Linked DNA regions of Mus musculus: all the other regions are linked to region 3. The links are chromatin contacts, called in public Hi-C and HiCAR-type maps. All regions are on one chromosome and are shown on one strand. The core of a region is the stretch at or near the end of the contact, and the rest is flanking DNA. Distances in the headings are between cores, read along the strand shown.

Region 1 (3,838 bases), core at 1,172-3,671, 550 kb before region 3:
TAAGTTATAATACTGTGAGGGTCATATAACATATCTCTTAAAAACCAGCCAACTATTAGCCTTATTTAGTTACAGCAAATGTTGAGGCCCCAGATGAACCCAGTTCCTTCTTCGTCGTCTTTCCTATAGCCATCTCTTCACAAATTTCAATCATTTTGCCATTTGGTTTTGGCTCGATGTCTTTATTATGTAAGAGCCTGAGTAAGTCTGCTAGGCTCAATCATTGAAAGGCAAGTGGGTATGAACAGAGGGAACTGAATTGAATGTGATAGACACGATGCTTGGCTGACCAACATTGAAGAAACCGAGATCTTCACTCTTAGGCTGCAGAGTAAAGATTCTCACATCTCCACAGTTGCCTTTGCATGTAGGCTTGGCCAGGTGACATGTGGAATTGGCTGCTAGAGGATTTTCTATAAAATGCCATCCTGGGGTATGAGGATGGCACAGGGTTCCCCTTAGAAGTCTCAAGTTTGTACCCACATGGGCGCTTACAACCACTTCCAGGGAATCCCATGCCCTCTCTGGCTTTGGAGGAGACCATGTGCACATGGTACTCAGACACATGTGTAGGCAAGGCATCCATAAACATAAAATAAAGTTTTAAAGCTTTTAAAATGCTCTGCTTTCCAAATAGATCAAGCTGGGCTGGTACTACTGCTCTCTCCCCCAATCTGCCATTGAATTCGGAAAACACGAGCTGACCCTGCTATTGTGCTGCTGCTGAGCCAAAGCCAGCTGAAGCCGCCCCTCAGCTTCTTGTTATGTGAGAAAAATAAATCTGTGTCTGTTGAGGCTACTGTTGACTTGTTCATTGGTTGCAGCCACGCAGATTTCCAAAGGATACAGAACTCAGCATCCCCAGAGGTGGTTAGTCTTCACATTTAAACACATGTTTACTATCCTATCTCGCAGAAACCATATTGTCGGAATCATTCTGATTGGCTCTTAGAAAGCTAGTATTAGAATTTAGAGTTCTTGTGCTTAAAATTTCTTCTTTTCATATATAAAAAAAAATGGGCATTTAAGGAGAGTAATGATTGTCACGAGATTGCACAACTAGTGATTATTTGACACACTTCAGAACTCTGCATGGGGTCATCGGCAGGCAGTCATCTCTGTTGATTCCAATCATAAATCGCAAGGGTTATGTGTTGTGATGTATGAGAAGAATAAGCATCAGCACCTCACAGACAAGCTTCCTGGTAAGAAGTGTGGCTGCCCCTAACCCTGCGCATGGGGACTGCAGCCTGATGAACCCATAGCAGACGGGAGTGTAAGAGTGCCCGCACCTGAGCAGTCCTTTTGTGGGAAGACGTGAGATGCTGGCAGCAGCTGAGATGTGTGAGCCTGTGGCAGCTGGCACAGCAATGAACTCATTATTTTTGTCTAAAAGGCCAGCTCAGTCCCTGCAGGAACATCTTTTGGGTATTTTTGTATCACTTATAACTAATGGGTCTAGATTTGCCACTTAACTCCAAAATGAAATTCAGTAATATAAGGGCAATTTAAAATGAAACTTAAAATTGAGGCAGGTGAAAGCCGAGTCAAACTTGCAAGAGCTATATCATGAACACTTGACTTAAATGAAGGAGATTTTTTTTAATGGCCAACGGGGGGAAAAAAGAAACCTAAAACTCAAGCATGTTGTTATAACCTAAACATCTGTGATTCAGCCCCAGCTCAAAAGACAGGACCACTGGAGTGTTCTTTGATCCTTCGGCCCGGTGCATCCCAATACCTGTGTGAAAGCACACTCTTCTGGTTCCCCCTCAACTCATTCACCCTCTAATCATTATTTTATTAATTTCGAACTATGTTCCCTCCGTGCCCTCACTCACTGGCCTGTTGGAGGCAGTGGGATCCATTCTCTGTCGTTTACTATGTTGCCTCCCCCCCCCCGGACCCCCCCCCCCCCCCCCCGTGAAGTTACTGGGCCCCAGAAACTTCAAGAAAGATTTGTTGAATCCATGAAAGATTTACAATACTGCCACTTAGCCAAGTCAACAAATGATCCTTCTCAGGGGAGACGGATTCTCTTTACATTTGGGTGATAGTATAGATTGGCACCCTACAGGCACGTGTGCACAGTTGTAAGTGTGTGGGAGAGCACTGGAGTAAGGAGTAACACGGAAATGTGTCTTAGTCACAACAAAGTTCCTGTGTGCTGAGTTCCGGTTTATTTAACTTGCTTTTGCCCGAGTGAACAACAAGGAAGAGACAACTCTTAACTGTTCTCTGTAACCGAGAAATTTTCACACATCGAAGAACAGTGTTGCTCACGCATGTTTTCACAGCCTCCAGTCGATCCTGCGCTCTCAGTGTGTGTATGCGTCGGTCAGGAGCCTGGCAAGTGTTCGCTGAGCTTACAAAGCCTGCGGGGAGACTGAGTGAATGGAAACTTGGGTGTTCGTAAGCATTGCATAACAAGAACGAGAGCGTGACACATTGCCCAAGAAGGGAGGCCCTGAGAGAGTTCCACACACTCCACCCACACTCGGGATGGAGATGCGTGTGGGATATGCTGTGGGAAGATCATTATTCAGCTCCAAAGAGCTGCTGAGTTGCCAGCAAAATGAATTTTTGGAATAAGATAAAATGTTAATTACAGATGTCAAGATTAGAGTTGCTTTTTCTGCAAATTCCACGGGGTCTACAAGCAACTTGATCTTTGAATCCCCGAGGGAACTAAAAATCTACACAGAAGAGATTCTTATCTTGATGTTATAAGAATCCACACCTTGACTGCTGCCAAGGAAAGATCTAGCTTCATGACACAAACTACACGGAATATGTCTAGGCTCTTTCAGAGGGCTGACATTTAAAACACAACTTACGCTTCATCTAAAATATTAAGAGTATATGTACAGGGTGCTTTGCCAGAGTTCAGGGGAACACTGCAATCACCAACCCTGAATTCTTGTGTCAGAAAGCCTTGCAACATGCTAGTTTAAAAAAAATATTTGTCAGTTTAAAAAATCGTTTGCCATTTTACCAAAGAGGCACATCCCAGAAGTGGAATTTGGCTGCTGGAAGACAAAAAGCCTAGCCCTTGCATTTGGAACTCATAAATGTGAGTCACCACCTCTTCCTTTCTTGCCCCAGTCCATTAGTACTGATCAAAAGGGATTCCTGAGAACAAAATAAAGGTTAAATCACCAATGCCCAAAGTCCTGAGTCATTCCTAACAGCCAGAAGAATCTGTTTGTTGGAAGAAAAAGTGTTGGTTCTGTGAGTAGAGTGACATGCTACAGAAATTACAGATGTATAAGAACTTGATCACTGTTTGGTTTTCTTAAAAACCTAGCTTCGCACCAATCCGTAGGATCAATTCTTTTGGGTGGAAATAAAATACAACAACATAAACTCAGGACTTTGTGACTAAACTGAGTCTTTTCCTGATTTAAACCTGGTAGAGTGAGCATTTCTTTCCCCCAGTTTTCCTAGAGGGGCAGGTCAAACCCTGGAATCAGGGGATGAGCCTGGAACTCAAAGACGTCTGCCTGCTTCTGTGTCTTCAGAGCGCTAGAATAAAGCAGCCACTACCATAGCCAGGCACCTGCCTTTCTCTTCCTTTAATTCTACCTTAAAATGTGTGTTTAAGAAACTCAACCATTATTTAAGTCCAGAAATAGCTTATATTTGGCCTTGGTTACTTCACACACACACACACACACACACACACACACACACACACAGACTTATATTTTTCCTGAATCAAAAGACTTGCTTTCCTACGTCATGACGTCATGACATCTTCCTTTCAAATTCATGACAATTTATCTCCAGGTAAAGGTAGGAGAGAACTGACCCCACAAATTTCTTCCGACCTCACATA
Region 2 (4,061 bases), core at 980-3,479, 990 kb before region 3:
CGGCGCTGGGGCAGAACTGCAGAATTTTATAGATGGAAGATCCTTAAAGGGAAGTCTGGAAGGAAGCAGGGCTTTTCTTACCTATTTTTAAACTCAGACCTTTTAGAAATCTCATTATCCTCTTGTCCTTTGGATTGGTTTGCTCTTTCCATTAAGTCACCCTCCCCACACCCCGAGGTTGGACTGAGCATCTGCTTCACTCGAAGTCCTTGACAGGAGAACAGGAACCCCAACCATATAAGGACACAGCTCCTTCCCCCGGGAGTCAAGGCTTGCTATGGAACACAGGTGGGAAAAAAAGAAAATCCCACTCCAGTGTGGAAATCATGCAATTGCAACATCTACAGGTCACCAAAGACGATGCCTAAGAAATGGAAGACCACAAGACAGAATAGGCAACGAGTCATACACACACCAAGAGTTTCCTGGCCTGCACCCTCTGAGAGCTCTCTGCCCTTTCCAAGCCACCCACCCAAAGGTGTCATAATATTCAAGTGCCAGATTCAGTTCTATGATGTCAACTTTTGATAAGTGACTTCTGTCCTATATGCAGTGATTTCCTTAAGAGTTGAAAGACTCTGTGTGTGTGTGTGTGTGTGTGTGTGTGTGTGCGCGCGCGCATGTGTACATGCATGTATATCCAAATATTCCCTAATATGCATTTATGAGCACTGTGCTCCAAGTATAGAACCTGTGCCCCTCCCCTACCAGCCTAGAGAGCAACCAAGCTCCCCGGAGTTAATGATGCCACCTTTGTTGTTACCAACCTGAAGTCAGGTCCCTTGCATAATTTTCAGTATTTTCTTACAACAAATTTCTTAATCCCTATAATGAACAAACATATACAAGCATAAACATTCCCATACCTACACATGAACACACACACATATACATACACATACACATACACACAGAGGGAACATTGTGTGGAGACACTGTGGGAAAGACAGATAGACATGGGGTTCCCAGAGGGTCCACTTAACTAGGCTTCCATCTTTCAGCATTGTGGAGGCCCAGACACTTCCTCATCCAAAAAGTTCTTTGGAGGAACTCTTTGGTGGAAGATTAAATATGGAAAGGACAAGCAGGGAGGCCATGTATGCTCTTAGGAGATGTAGCAATGGCAGCAAAGAGAGAGATGGTGGTCCCAGTCTTCAAGGACTGGATAGGCAGCTGGAGGGTGAAGGAGGAGTCAGTCTCCCCAGCACTTAAGAATCTCATCCCACCTCTGCCACCAAGCTGGCCTTCCCCCCTCCATACCTCCCAGCAAACAAAATAAAAATTTAAATAAACAAAAGGTTCTTCCTCCCACCCCTAGTTTAACTCTGAGATTTAATTACCAGAATTGAGGAGACTGTCTCTAATAATGTCTTAGCCATCCAAATCTACCCCCAAATTCTAAGCCCTTTTGGAGGTTTCTGAAAAGCCATCATATGGGCTATCTCACTTGTTCCCAGCAGAGGCAGAATAGCAGCTGTGAGTTCACAATGCTCATTAGGGACCTTTATGGTGGCTGGTGCCTAACATGTTCCTTTAGATACTAAAAGACTAAGTTGTGTTCAGCACACTGCTTAAGAGCTGGGATTCTTAAACGGTCATCGGAGTTTCAGGCTTTAGCTCCTCCACTACTAGCAAGCTGTGTGCTTACAGGCAAGTCACTCAACCTCTGTGAGCCTCAACTGTTGACTATACAACTGATGGAAGTCAAGTGGAGTACAAGAGGTCTGCCTGCCACATGAACATGTGCTTAATAAGTGACAAACAGTGTATGTGGAAGTCACATGCTACTCTCCATGACAATGGGCTGGAGGTAGGAGGGTGTGCCGCCAAGGGTCTTGCGGCTCTGAGCAGACAACCTGCAGTCCCCACTCAGCACCGCAAGAATGACTAGAATGTGAAGTTAGAGTTTACATGACACAGGTTTTCTGGAAATCCTGTTAGGTGAGGTAGTAGGGTGCGGTGACTTCCAGATTTCCCCCTTGGTTCTTTTTTAACAAACTGCTCTGAATGCCAGCTGCAGTTACCTTTATTTAATCACTCCACAGACTCCTCTGTGGAAAGCGGGGTAATTAGGCCCAAAATATATCACCCAGAGGCTTATTTTAACTAACCGAAATAAAAGCTAGATTCCAGTTTCAACAGAATTTTCAGATCGCTTTCCTTCCCAGAACTCCGGGCAGTGGGCATGTTCTCTGGTTGATTCTTGCTGTGGGGTGACAGTTCCCAGCATGGGTGAGAAAGGGGAGGGACCAGCCTTCTCTGGGATAATCAGGCCTGCAAGTTTGCCTTGATCTACACACCTAAGGCTGGACAGTGTCTCCTGAGGAAGGAGACCCTGGTGCTACTGCTGTGTGACTTTAGAGATGGTATTTGCACCCTCTGACTCACAGTATAAGGTCGAGCCTAGGACAGAATGTAACTCCCACTGCCTTAGAACTCAGGACAGGATTTACAAACCACAGGGTCAAATTTTCTTGTTGTATATGCTAACTAACATCTCTGAAAGGAACACTTGATGTCACAGTATGAGCGGCAGCATCTTCTCTGGCTATGGCCACAGAAAAATCAAGGTACAGCTTCTATATTGGATACAAACACAGCACATTTCACATAGAAACAGTTACTAGGTAAAATTCCTCAAGATTATTTCTTTTTTGCCATTCATCCAAATCTGCCTTCATAAAGGAAACAAAGAAAAGAATATTGACTATACAAACACTTAGACTAGGCCAGATGGAAATACCAGTAACTTCAGTCAATGTGAAATATTTATAAGTATCTTCAATATATCACTGTTGACCAGTTCACACTGTGACAGACATGACTAATCAATTCGGTTCGTCCCACTGAGTCAACACAGAGCTCCTGCAATCATTCTCATGACAGTATTTCAGGTAGACATCACCAGTCAACAAGAGCAGCCATGGGCAGCCCAGTCTGTTTTATGACCCTGACTCTGAAGCTAGGGAAACAACAAAATCCAAGGTTCAAAGATGTTAAGATGCTGCTATGTTTTGATAATTCTCTGTAGAGAGAGTGTGAAGCCCTTCTCCTGTCGCCCTGTCTCCCTTAATCAAATGTCACCTCTTCCCAACCAAGCCACCCTCTCTCACCATCAAAGTCTAGCTCCTTGGTAATTCAAGGGTTACAATAAACAATCTGTTATGTGTTTGATTAGAATCAGGCAGGAGAGAAGTGGAAATGCATCCAGCCTCCGGAGTCCCTGATTTTGGTTTTTATAGACTTTCCTTTGTCCGTTTGTCTTCTCTAACAATCCATTGTTCAGACAGGTGATTTACAGAAAATTGGGAGTGGCTGTCTCTAGCAAATGATGATTGCCTTGTGCTGAGCCAAAGGAGCCACTGTCTGCCCCATAAAAAGAGGCAAGCTGCAATCCCACCTGCCTCCCCAGCCAAGGTCTTATTTGGGATTTCAGAAGCACTAGACATGAATGGCAGGTGTCAAAAATATTGATTGTTTAATATTCCCAAGCAATGGAAACTAGCCAATAAAAATCATGTCTGGAAAATTAAAAATGATGGCTGGAATGGGGATGTTTTCTCCTTGTTGAATCTCAATTTGAAATTAAATTGGAGCCTTGGACATGAAGACTGGGACCCCTGACCCCTGAGCAATTACTTTCCACCACCATTTTCTTTACTTTGAAGGTCTTTCTATTCTTGGAATTGCTAGAAAGGCCCCTTTTGTGAAATTGGAGCTGTCCTAAGAGAGCCCCCTTTGGGTTTTCCTTCTATCTCCTATTGTTCCCCATTCAATTCTCTCTTCACTGTAGCTAAATCAGCAAATGGGAGTCACCAGGACTAAAGGCTAGCTTGCAACAGCACCTCTGCAAGGCTCTGGGACCAGACCAAGGAACAGAGAAATTAGGAACAAGACAGCCTTACATCACCCCCATCCTCTCTAACATGTCTCCAGTTGTTATTGAGGAAAGCACCCTTAGTTAAAAAGAAAAGACAATCTGGAGGCAGATGCACAGAAACTCCTCCCCTGCCTTCCAGGGACTGTTTCATTTATTCATTAGCTACATTATTTACTCAGTA
Region 3 (3,771 bases), core at 1,253-3,752:
ATGTTTGGTTTTGTTTGTTTTTTTTTTCCTGAAATTTCTCCAGGGATCAGAAGTGTACAGTGCATCTATGCAGATGTATCTCTGTCTGCATGGTTAGGTCTTTAAGTCCATAACCTTGTAGCACCAGGACAAAGGCTAAATAGAACATTCTGGAATCTTCTTGACACTTCCCTGCATGGCATAAGTTGGAAAGTTCTATGGATACTAGGAAGAACTTGGGCTCTGGGGGAAGACAGGCCTTCCATTCCCTAAACCTCATTTCTATTGATGTCATTCCGGGATGAAAGGAAAGGCTTTTGTTTCACAGGCCGGTTGGAGGCCCTTTGATGAAGTCAGGCATTCTGAGCCCTCAGATCATACCTGGTCTTGGGAGCAGCCTTTGCCTCAGACATGTTGGAACGTGCAAGAAAATTTAACTCATTTCTCAGTCTGCCTTCTCCGCCCACCGTCAGCTTGCGCAAGTGCCTGGGCCTGGGCTCTGTTCTGTGGGGCATTTTGGGTGAGGAGGAGAGAACGTGGGGGCTGGAATTTGAAAGGCCTGCAGAGCTGGCCTGGTTCTCCCTTGCTGTACCAGAATAAAACTTCTTTGAATGAATGGCTCCAAGATAAAAAAAAAACCACTTGGGTTTGAGACTTATCAGGGTGGGGCCCATTCTCCAGGGTGGGGCTGGCATGGCTCTGTTGAACAAGCTGACGTTTAGTTATGCAGTTCTGAAATCCCAGAGCTTGGGGAGACCTTTGGATCCCTTATTCTGTCTCTTTCAGGGCTTTTAAGGCTAAAGAGAGAATGTCCCTGCCGACCCCCAGCAGAGCTGTATACACTTCCTTTCCTTAGCCCTGGCTGAAACCTACAAAGGTGAACCTTGAGAAAGCCTGTGGGAGACTGCGTGGTATGTGGTGAGCTTTGTGCTGAGCCCAAGTCCCTGCGTGTGCCCTGCTTTCACAGCCGCCGGCACATTTGTATGTTTGGATTTTCCAGGAGGGATAAATCACACAAACAGAGGGCCTCTGGATTCCTTGGGGGAGCCCAGCCCCCCTCAAATTGAACACATGCCCCATTCTGCAGGCTGTATAGAGCGGGCTGCACATGCTACGTTGGTCTGAAGCGCTTTCTCTGCAAAACTCATTCTTGGAGAGAACTTTCTTTGTGCCACAGTTCAGCCTTTTAGACTAAACAGGCAAAGAAAAAATAGTGAGGTGAAGGGCAAGAAGGGTTCCTTCTGTGCGGCAGAGGAGAGAGGGTTTGCTCGGGCTCCGTGGCCTCGGTTGTGGTACCCGAGCCAAGAGAGATGCTGGGAAATAGATCCTCTTGTTCATTGTGTCCTGATCTCTCTTTGTTTTTTCCTCTGCTTGGATGGTGCTGTGAGCTTGTCTGGCCTCCAAATGCACATCTTGTCCTCTTTGGGCCCCAAGTGGGCCTGTGGTATTTGGCCTGCATAGCAGCCTTCGTTTAAAATCAAACCAGTGAAGGTTGATCTGGTTTGAACACAAATCCAGAGCTTGGGGTTCTTTGGCATGTGAGCCCCTTGGGGCTGAGTGAAAAAGCCGAGAGTTCTGTTCCCCCCTCCCACCATGAGCCTAAAGTGATGTTGAAGAATTGCATCCTCTTTGATGCCTGGGAAACCAATGCCTGGCTAGTTTCCCCATCCTCCAATCCCGTCCATCCGACAGTTGAGTTGATCTGTGGTACACACATCCTGTTTTTATTACAAGGTGTGTTTTGCTTGCAGACCCTTTCGCTCCAGCCACCCCTAGGTCCCCATTGCTGTTAGCTGAGACCCTCTCATTCCATTAACATGCTAATAGAGCCTAGAGAGGGTGGCAGCCCTCACTCACCTCACCCCCCTTCCAAGGTTAAGCCTCCAACCCATGGAGAGAATCTTGGACCAGCAATTTCGGGAGACAGTTAAAAGATTAGATAGTAAATTTACTTAACAGAGACTAATCGCCTGGGACTGGGTTTCATATCCTGTTTTGAAATAATGTATTTTCTTTTGTGCTCTGGTCTGAATCTGTCATCCCTCTTCTAATAATGAGAGGCAGCGGATTTTTAATCTTTGACCTTCTTCCATATAATCTAATCATAGCGGTTTTCTGACCTTCTTCTCCTTATTTGGCAAAGTTCTGGAAAGAAAGAGAATCATTTCTCGGGCATAGCTGAGCCATGTTCCACTTCTCACCAAGGGTCTGGGTTTGACAGGTAAAATCAGATGCTGTTAGTGGTCCTTTCAACTGAGGTCTGTTCAAGGGGAGGAAAAAGAAAGTCCAAAATGCTGATGTCTGAATCATGTGAATGGAGGGAGCAACTAGGTGACAGATGTCCCATACCAAGGTGGCATGTGAGCTGAGTCGTCAAATGGGAGTAGTCTGAGGCAAGGTACTTGTTGATGAAGCTAGGAATGAGGCTCATAAGCTCCGTCAGTTATCCACACATGGAGACTTGTGCGTTTAGCATCCCTCTCTTCCCTGTCAAGCTGGGAGGTCTTTGGGAGTCTCCCCTTTCCTCTTAGGGTTTGGCTCACAGACGAGCGTTTGACCTCAGGCAGTACATGCCGAGGTCTTCCTTTATGTGTGGAGTCTCTTCAGACTGTCTGGCTTTGGGAGTTGCCCTGACAGGAATCTTGGAGGAAGCTGGGAGGTTAGCTTCAGTTCGGACTGAAAATGGAATGGAAGCAAGTAAATAAATACAGGGTTGCTCTCATTTCCCCAGCCCTCACCCCTGCTCTCCACTCAGGAGATTGTGATTATTGAAGGAGGTGTGGCCAAGACCCATCCGTATACAGCACCTTCTGCTTTGCCTCAATGCCAAAATAAAACCATGACCTTTAGCTACTCAGCCGGAGTAGTCCAGCTCAATGTAATGAAACACACCCGAATCTACTTCATTAAATAAAGGCTTGTATTGAAAACATATGGGCCAGGGCTTCTAGAATGAAAGGGACGGTGGAGAAGAAAGGCTTGCAATCCCGAGGAGCCAGTCACCTTCTGAGGGTATTGCGAGTGGCAGCGGCTTAACAGTCACACCCAGACTGCTGCTGAATGGGGGCACCTCTGTCAGCCTTTCCTTCCATTGCCTCAACATGTCATAGAGGGAGACTCTCGTGGGTTGGCATGCCCTGTGTACTTGGCCAGGGCAAGATAATACATCTTGATTACAGTTCTGCCAGACTACATCCAGGGTACACCAAACATCCGAAGATACTAGGGGGATGGATATGTGTGAACTGAAGACTACAGAGGCACGTAGCCAGAAGCCTGCTGGCTTTCCCCAGACCTACATCTCTCCAGAATCTGGCTTTGCCGGGAGGGTCTTGCTGGGGAAGCAAGCAGATCGGTTCAGAGGAGGTTGTAACAACGATCAGCAAGGGTTCCTTCCCACCACAGTGCATCAGCACCCTCACCTCTCCTGTGGCTAGTGCAGCGGCCAATGTCTAATGGAAGCCGGGTGTTTAGGGGGAGGCCGATGCGTTACTCTTGATCTTCTGGGTGCCACTTCTCGCTTGCCTTTAGTAACTGTTCTCCAGGGCCCCTTTGCTCCCCACTCAGACCTCACCCTCTCCCCCATATTCACAGCTGAGATAAAGAAGTCATAGAGAAAAATAAACATGCCGCCCCCACCCCTCACTCTGTGTAACTACCTCCCTGCATGTGTTGGCATCGCCCTCCCGGGAACTGGGAGAAGGGAAATGGGTCCTTTTAGCCAGTGAATGGTGCTTTGTTATTTTGATGCATGGATGCAGAAGGAATAAGAGACAGAATAAAGTTAATAAT

Evidence for each region. Hi-C and Micro-C count contacts between places; a contact is called where the count stands out from the background. HiCAR-type assays count read pairs that join an accessible place to other places.
Region 1: a contact with region 3 is called in a Hi-C map of uterus. The contact joins two enhancer-like sites. A contact is called at or near these places in 17 of 484 Hi-C or Micro-C datasets (the 3T3-L1 cell line, beige adipocytes, cochlea and 10 more), 5 of 115 datasets of contacts at active chromatin or transcription factors (the NIH/3T3 cell line, embryonic basal ganglia, embryonic fibroblasts and 2 more) and 1 of 9 other capture datasets (embryonic stem cells).
Region 2: a HiCAR-type map of embryonic stem cells shows a contact between it and region 3, with 5 times the contacts expected there. The contact joins two enhancer-like sites. A contact is called at or near these places in 2 of 115 datasets of contacts at active chromatin or transcription factors (astrocytes and embryonic stem cells).

Annotation. Positions count from the first base shown.
Region 1 is chr11:34,862,965-34,866,802 of GRCm38.p6, forward strand. No RefSeq gene overlaps it. Among named protein-coding and RNA genes, the nearest start is that of Gm22022, 23 kb to the left of the region's middle. Within about 2 kb of position 2,422, at least 51 of the 459 cell types and tissues checked have an H3K27ac peak or open chromatin away from gene starts, as enhancers often do. A contact at or near this core is called in beige adipocytes and uterus, where this site is marked.
Region 2 is chr11:34,429,337-34,433,397 of GRCm38.p6, forward strand. The region is part of intron 27 of Dock2 (dedicator of cyto-kinesis 2); the gene reads right to left. Among named protein-coding and RNA genes, the nearest start is that of Gm29887, 76 kb to the right of the region's middle. Within about 2 kb of position 2,230, at least 6 of the 459 cell types and tissues checked have an H3K27ac peak or open chromatin away from gene starts, as enhancers often do. A contact at or near this core is called in embryonic stem cells, where this site is marked.
Region 3 is chr11:35,415,524-35,419,294 of GRCm38.p6, forward strand. The region is part of intron 4 of Slit3 (slit guidance ligand 3); the gene reads left to right. Among named protein-coding and RNA genes, the nearest start is that of Gm39705, 130 kb to the right of the region's middle. Within about 2 kb of position 2,503, at least 25 of the 459 cell types and tissues checked have an H3K27ac peak or open chromatin away from gene starts, as enhancers often do. A contact at or near this core is called in beige adipocytes, embryonic stem cells and uterus, where this site is marked.